2 separate regions of the Pan troglodytes genome follow, and region 1 is linked to region 2. Evidence: chromatin contacts called from public Hi-C data. All regions are on one chromosome and are shown on one strand. Each heading gives the region's core, a stretch centred on a gene start, on an enhancer-like site or on the middle of the called end of the contact. The rest is flanking DNA. Distances are from core to core; before and after follow the strand shown.

Region 1 (2,700 bases), core at 143-2,642, 170 kb after region 2:
GTTAGTTTGCGAAAGTCGTCCGCCAGGCCCAGACCGCTGGATAGGAGGCTCTTGGCCGGGCCGGGGGCCGGGGGCCGGAATGGCAGAGGGGGCCCTAGCTGCGCCCCGCCGCGCTGGGCCCTCGTCTCCGGGTGCTCTCAACCCTCATAGAGGCCCTTAGCCGTTCTCCTAGGGACCCTGCCCGGACAGGAGGAAAGGTTTCCGACCCGTGGAGTTTTGTCTCATTACAAAAGCAAAACAAGAATAAGACTTACCAAGTTGCTTGCCGTTGGGGCTGAGGTCCAAGGAGGTGATCGCAGCTTTGTGGCCTTTGAAATAACGCTCCAGAACGGGGTCCTCCTGGAAAGGAAAGTTGTCAAGTTTTGAAAGCCGCCGCAGACCTCGAATTCTAGCGGCTGGGATCCACGCTGCCACTTCCCCGGAGTCCGGCTTGGGAATGGCCACCCAGGCGGCGGCTTGGCTGGGCGGCGGGGCCAGGCAGCAGCCCACCCACGGGCGCGGCGCCCAGTCCTGCTACAGGGAGACGCCGGCGCCAGCTCTCCCCGCAGAGCCCGCAAAACGCTCTGTTCGCGCTTCCCAGAGTCCAGCGCATCGCAGGAACCGCGGCCCCTTTGAAATGCACGTTCCCGGGCCCCGCCCGCTGGCACAAGGCAGGCAGGTGCGAGGATGCGCCTCGGCTTTGGTACTTTTTTTTTTTAATACTTCCCAGGTGATTCTGACGCAGGCGCTCCACGGAAACCCTCCGAGAATTCTGGGGGCCGTGGGGCCGCCCAGCTCAGTCCGGAGCTCCGGAACTCGGGGAAGAGCGTCCGGGAGCCGGGTCTGGGTTCCACACTCCGTCCGCCCCGATGGCAGAGAGTGAGATACGGACGCCCCGGGACGAGGGGCTCAGGACCCGGCTATGGACACCTGCCTCCATCTCCCGCCAGGTGCGGCTTCGGCCCGGACCTGGCCCCGCAGCCCGCGGGACAGGCTCCAGGGAGGGACCCCCCACCTCCAACCCGTCCTTACCGTGGCTGAGGCCATCGGGGGAGTGGTCGGCCCAAGGCTCCTGTGGGTGGGGGAACCCGGAGAGGGGAGGGGAGGGGATGGGGAAGGAGAGGGGACCGTGCGGCTCCCGGAACCGTCTGCCCAGAGCGGCAGCGCCTCCCGGTCACTACAACAACGGCGGCCCAGTCAAACCCCGCGCTCCAGGCATGGCCAGCCGAGCCCCGAGACACCGCCAGCCCTGTAAAGAGAGGACGGGAGGTATGCGCCGGGTCAGCTGTGGCCACACACCAAGCCATGTTAAGTAACACTCGCGTTCTCCCTGGTTTGATGTCAGGAAGTGGGGTAGTAACCAGGACGGGAATAAGAGCGATGAATGGAAGGGCGTTGTGAGCCTGTGATCGATGCGATCAGAGTTCTATTACGTTTTAAAGAGACAGCACCCGTGACGTTTAAGGTGATCCCCTACCGCTTATTTTGTTGACGTAAAACTTTGACATGAAGAGGGGCAGCTTGCTAGTTATTAATATACTAAAAGGAACTAAATCCCCTGAGGGCAGATTTAAATTTATTTAACCACTGTTTTCCACACAGTGCCCTGCAGGATATTGATATAGATGCTGGATGTGCGTGATGAATGAATGAGTGAATGAATGAATAAATGTTGTGCATGCACTTAATAATTTTCAGCGATATGTTTCCATTCTCATCTGCTCATTTGCGTATACCTTAGAGCACTAAACTTACACAGCTGGATACTTAAAGTCTTTAGGAAGACTTGGAAACATGGTTTTTTTTTGTTTGTTTTTTGTGAGACCACGTTTCTACAGCAGGCTTTGTTACACATAGTATCATTTGCTTCAGCCAAACAATGAAGTTGGTAGAATTACAAAATGTTTTCAATGTTTCCAAGTTATAAACTTGATTCCTAGATATTGGTCTTAGAGGTCACACAGAGACAGTTCTTCTAATTCCAAGTCCATATCTTTTTTTTTTAACCCTGCCTCAAAGCGTGATGTTCTGAGCTGAAAATTACATATAGTGTAAAGATCCTTAGCAACATCAAAGGGCATGATAGAACACAGCTGGTAAGATATGTGTTTTATGCAAATGAAAGGTATGCTACACACCTTAATTACAGATTCCCTAGTTGTCTAGTGATTGAGTTTAATTTTATTGAATATGGTACTTAACAACTAAACAGGTAGGCTTTAGATTACAGTATTAGTTAATTTAAGTATACACTTGTTAAATATCTGTTGTATGTTTGGCCTTGAGGGACACAATGATGACTAAGATATTTCCCCTACCTTCAAGAACTCAGCAATCTAGGGTTGGTGAGTCTCATGCTTTAGCATTTGTAATGTTGATTTGGGGGCTCCATTTCCAGAGATGCTGAATCAACATATACAAGGTGGGGTCCAGGGCCCTTCTGATGTAACAAGCTCCATAGATGATTACTATGGGAGTCTCAGCTGTCTATGTTGAGAAACACTGCATTAGTCTAGGAGATGATATGTTAAGAGTGTTGATATCAGCAACTTGTCAGCAAACTGTTGCAGGACTCTTAGTTTTGCTACATATTACCAGTTTAGGCTTGATTTATTTTAAAAGCCTGCCATGTTTAAAACTAATGCTATATACTGGTGGGAATGTAAAATGATGTAGCTCTGTGAAAAAGTTTGTCAGTTCCTAAAAAGTTAAACATACAAT
Region 2 (2,700 bases), core at 174-2,673:
ACTGGGACAGGTTTTGGCTCCAGTGATCCGAGATGGGGATTTGCTTGTATTTAAACTCTCCTGCGTTCTCAAAGAGATTCGGCAAATTGGGGGTGACGTTCAAGATGTACTTGATGCCGAATTCCTCCAACACGTCCAAGTTGGTGGAGTCTTTGGCACAGCCCAAGTAGAGGAAGGGCAAGATCTCCACTGGGAAGGAAGGCTGGCTGTTGGACAGCGGACTGCCATCCGAGTCTGTTGCACTATTGGGGTCTCGGTCAAGGTCAGACTCGATGTCCGAAGAAGAGTCAGAGCTGATCCGCAGGCCCCCGAGCCCCAGCACTGGCAACGGCGGCGAGCTGCTGCTACACGAGCCGTCTAGATTGGTCTCGCAATGCAGGGCGAACTCGGCTTGGAACTTACTGAAGCCACCTGCCAGAACGAGAAAAGCAATCGTGTAACCTGAGAAGCCGTAGTAGTTTTCACAGCTTGTAAGAACCGCAGCCCGGCGCAAGAAACACCACAAGCATCCTACGAACCCCCTACATACAGAACCATATATAAGAGAAACACACTTTAAATGTGCACCATCGGGAATGGAACGAACGGGCCCGCCTCGCCAGGGAACCCTTATTCGCTTAAATCCGGAAATAGACAAAATGGCAACTTTTTGGAATATTTTGAGAGCTAAGATGTGCCAATTTGCATCCCCAACAATCTCTCCCGTCCTGCAAACCTTAATTCAAAATCGAACGATAGAAAACAGGGTGATGGTGGAAGATGTTCTGGCTAAGAAGGCGCAGAACCCGTTAGAAAGAAACCGCCGGTACCCGCAGCCGGAAGCGGGTGGATTCTGAGCCGGCCCGGTTCTCTGGTGCGGAACGCGCGGTTCGCGGCCCCTACCTCGCCGGCTGCCGGTCCCTAGGCGAGCAGCGCGGCTCCGAAGCTCCAGCTGAGCGGAGCAGAGGCATTTTCAGTCCATGCGCCCCGCCCGCAGCCCTGCGCCCCTAGCCCTGCCCCGCGCGCGGAGTTCCCTGGGCGCGTACCTTCCAGGTAGAACGCCCGGCAGCCCTCGTCCTTGAGCTTCTTGAGCAGCAGCCCGAGCACCGACTCGCCGCCCGTATTCTCGTTCCAGTCGCTGCTGCTCTCATCGTAGAGCACCACTGTGTCGGTGCCACAGCGCCGGGTGAAGCGGTCCCGGTCCTCGCCGCGCGTGAAGAGCGCGCGCACCGGCAGGTTACCCTTCTGCAGGCGCCGCAGCATGATGCCCGGGATGGCCACGTTGATGGCCGACTCGATGTGCGACGACTCGTATAGCTCCTGCGGCCGGCAGTCCATCAGCAGCAGCCGCTCGTTGCCCAGCTCCAGCTGCTCGTTGAGCCACGCCACCGTCTTGCTGATCGCCATTTCCGACGCGAAGGGCACGGGTCTGAGCGTATCTATCATGGGGGTCGAGCTGCGGGAGAGGGCGGGGTGCCTACCAGACGCCCCTCGGGGCAGGCATAGGCCGAGCGCACCGCGCGCGAAGCTGCCGCTCTCGGAGCGGGGTTTAATTCCGCCTTGCCTTACCCAAGCCGAGGCTAGCGGTTGGGGCAGACGAGACAGAAGTAAAGCCGGAGGTTCTCTCTGCACCCAGCTGCAGCCGCTGGCTCTTAGTGTCAATGAATCTCTCTCAATGAAGCTGCCCAGATAGTTTTTGTTCCTCCCCAGTGAATGAAATCCAATTAATTCGGACTCCGTGCTACTGAGAGGGGAGAAAAAAAAGTCTAGCGGCTTCTAATCCCTCCCTCCAAGGCTGCACCTCAAATCTACCCGGGCGTCTTTCTCCCCGGATTATTTAAGACTCGATTTGCTCACTATCTCTTGGACTCAGCCTCGCACACCCCCTGCGCGAGGCAGCTCCTCAATGGATACAAACAGCGAGCGTCTCAATGGATACATTCTCCGGACCAGCCAATGAGCGTGCTGCGGAAGGGGCTGTTGCCGTGGGGACGGGCCGGCTGGAACAGGTTGTGTTGATGAATTGTTAATGAGTTTGTCATTCACAAAAACGGAAAGGAATTTCCGCTCCGGATAAGCCCCAGTGCAAACAAGCTGCAACAGCGGGCTCGGCGGGAGGAAGGAGAAAGAAGGGGAGGCGGCAGCGGAGGAGGAGCAGGGCACATAAACCAGGGCACTTCAGTTGTCTCATGTTTCCTTCTGTTGAGAGTTCACACTTCGCGTCGGAACTTTTGCGCACCAATGGCGCAATTAGCATGCACAAAAGCCCTTGTTCGCGACGCTTGCGTTCGCGAGCTAGCTTTAGGAAAACTTGTGCTGACTTTTCGTTCTTTGTATTCCCTTCAAACTCATTTGGACCCAAGGTCGCCTTAACCCTCCCCTCCCCCAGCCCCCCTTCTTTAGGCGGTGTGTGGCATTTGTTTGCCACTTTTAAAGGCCCAGCTCTGTTTGCTCTGATGTTCTTTTAGCCGAGGCTGTGTTGGGGCTGGTGAACTGACTGGGCTTTAGTGACCGATGAGGTGTTAAATGCTAATCCAACGTATTTCGAAACAAACCAGGATTTTGTTGAAACATTTTAAAGCAAACAAACAAACGTCTGGTTGTGCAGAAAATCAGAAGAAAACCTTTTTTCTTAAAATAACATTTTATTTTCTTTAAAACAATGTAGAGTGCAGAAGCAAACTCTTAGGTCAGTCCAGTGCTTTTACTGTATTCCGCTCC

Evidence for each region. A called contact is a pair of places that touch in the nucleus more often than the background predicts.
Region 1: a contact with region 2 is called in a Hi-C map of induced pluripotent stem cells, with 2.4 times the contacts expected there. The contact joins the promoter of POC1B here to the promoter of LOC112205011 in region 2. A contact is called at or near these places in 2 of 7 Hi-C or Micro-C datasets (induced pluripotent stem cells and stem cell-derived neural progenitor cells) and 1 of 1 other capture datasets (stem cell-derived neural stem cells).

What each region holds. Positions count from the first base shown.
Region 1 is chr10:96,341,358-96,344,057 of NHGRI_mPanTro3-v2.0_pri, forward strand. It overlaps POC1B (POC1 centriolar protein B), which reads right to left and starts at 1,393. Exons shown (of 14, transcript XR_008538532.2): 1 at 1,012-1,393; 2 at 255-339. LOC104001628 reads left to right here and starts at 772. Exons shown (of 4, transcript XM_063785987.1): 1 at 772-929. The coding sequence starts at 902. LOC134807494 (a long non-coding RNA gene) reads left to right here and starts at 1,359. Exons shown (of 3, transcript XR_010148105.1): 1 at 1,359-1,444.
Region 2 is chr10:96,166,605-96,169,304 of NHGRI_mPanTro3-v2.0_pri, forward strand. LOC112205011 reads left to right here and starts at 1,424. Exons shown (of 4, transcript XM_063786188.1): 1 at 1,424-1,586; 2 at 2,038-2,385; 3 at 2,648-2,700. The coding sequence starts at 1,424. It overlaps DUSP6 (dual specificity phosphatase 6), which reads right to left and starts at 2,153. Exons shown (of 3, transcript XM_001165821.8): 1 at 1,026-2,153; 2 at 1-411. The coding sequence starts at 1,425.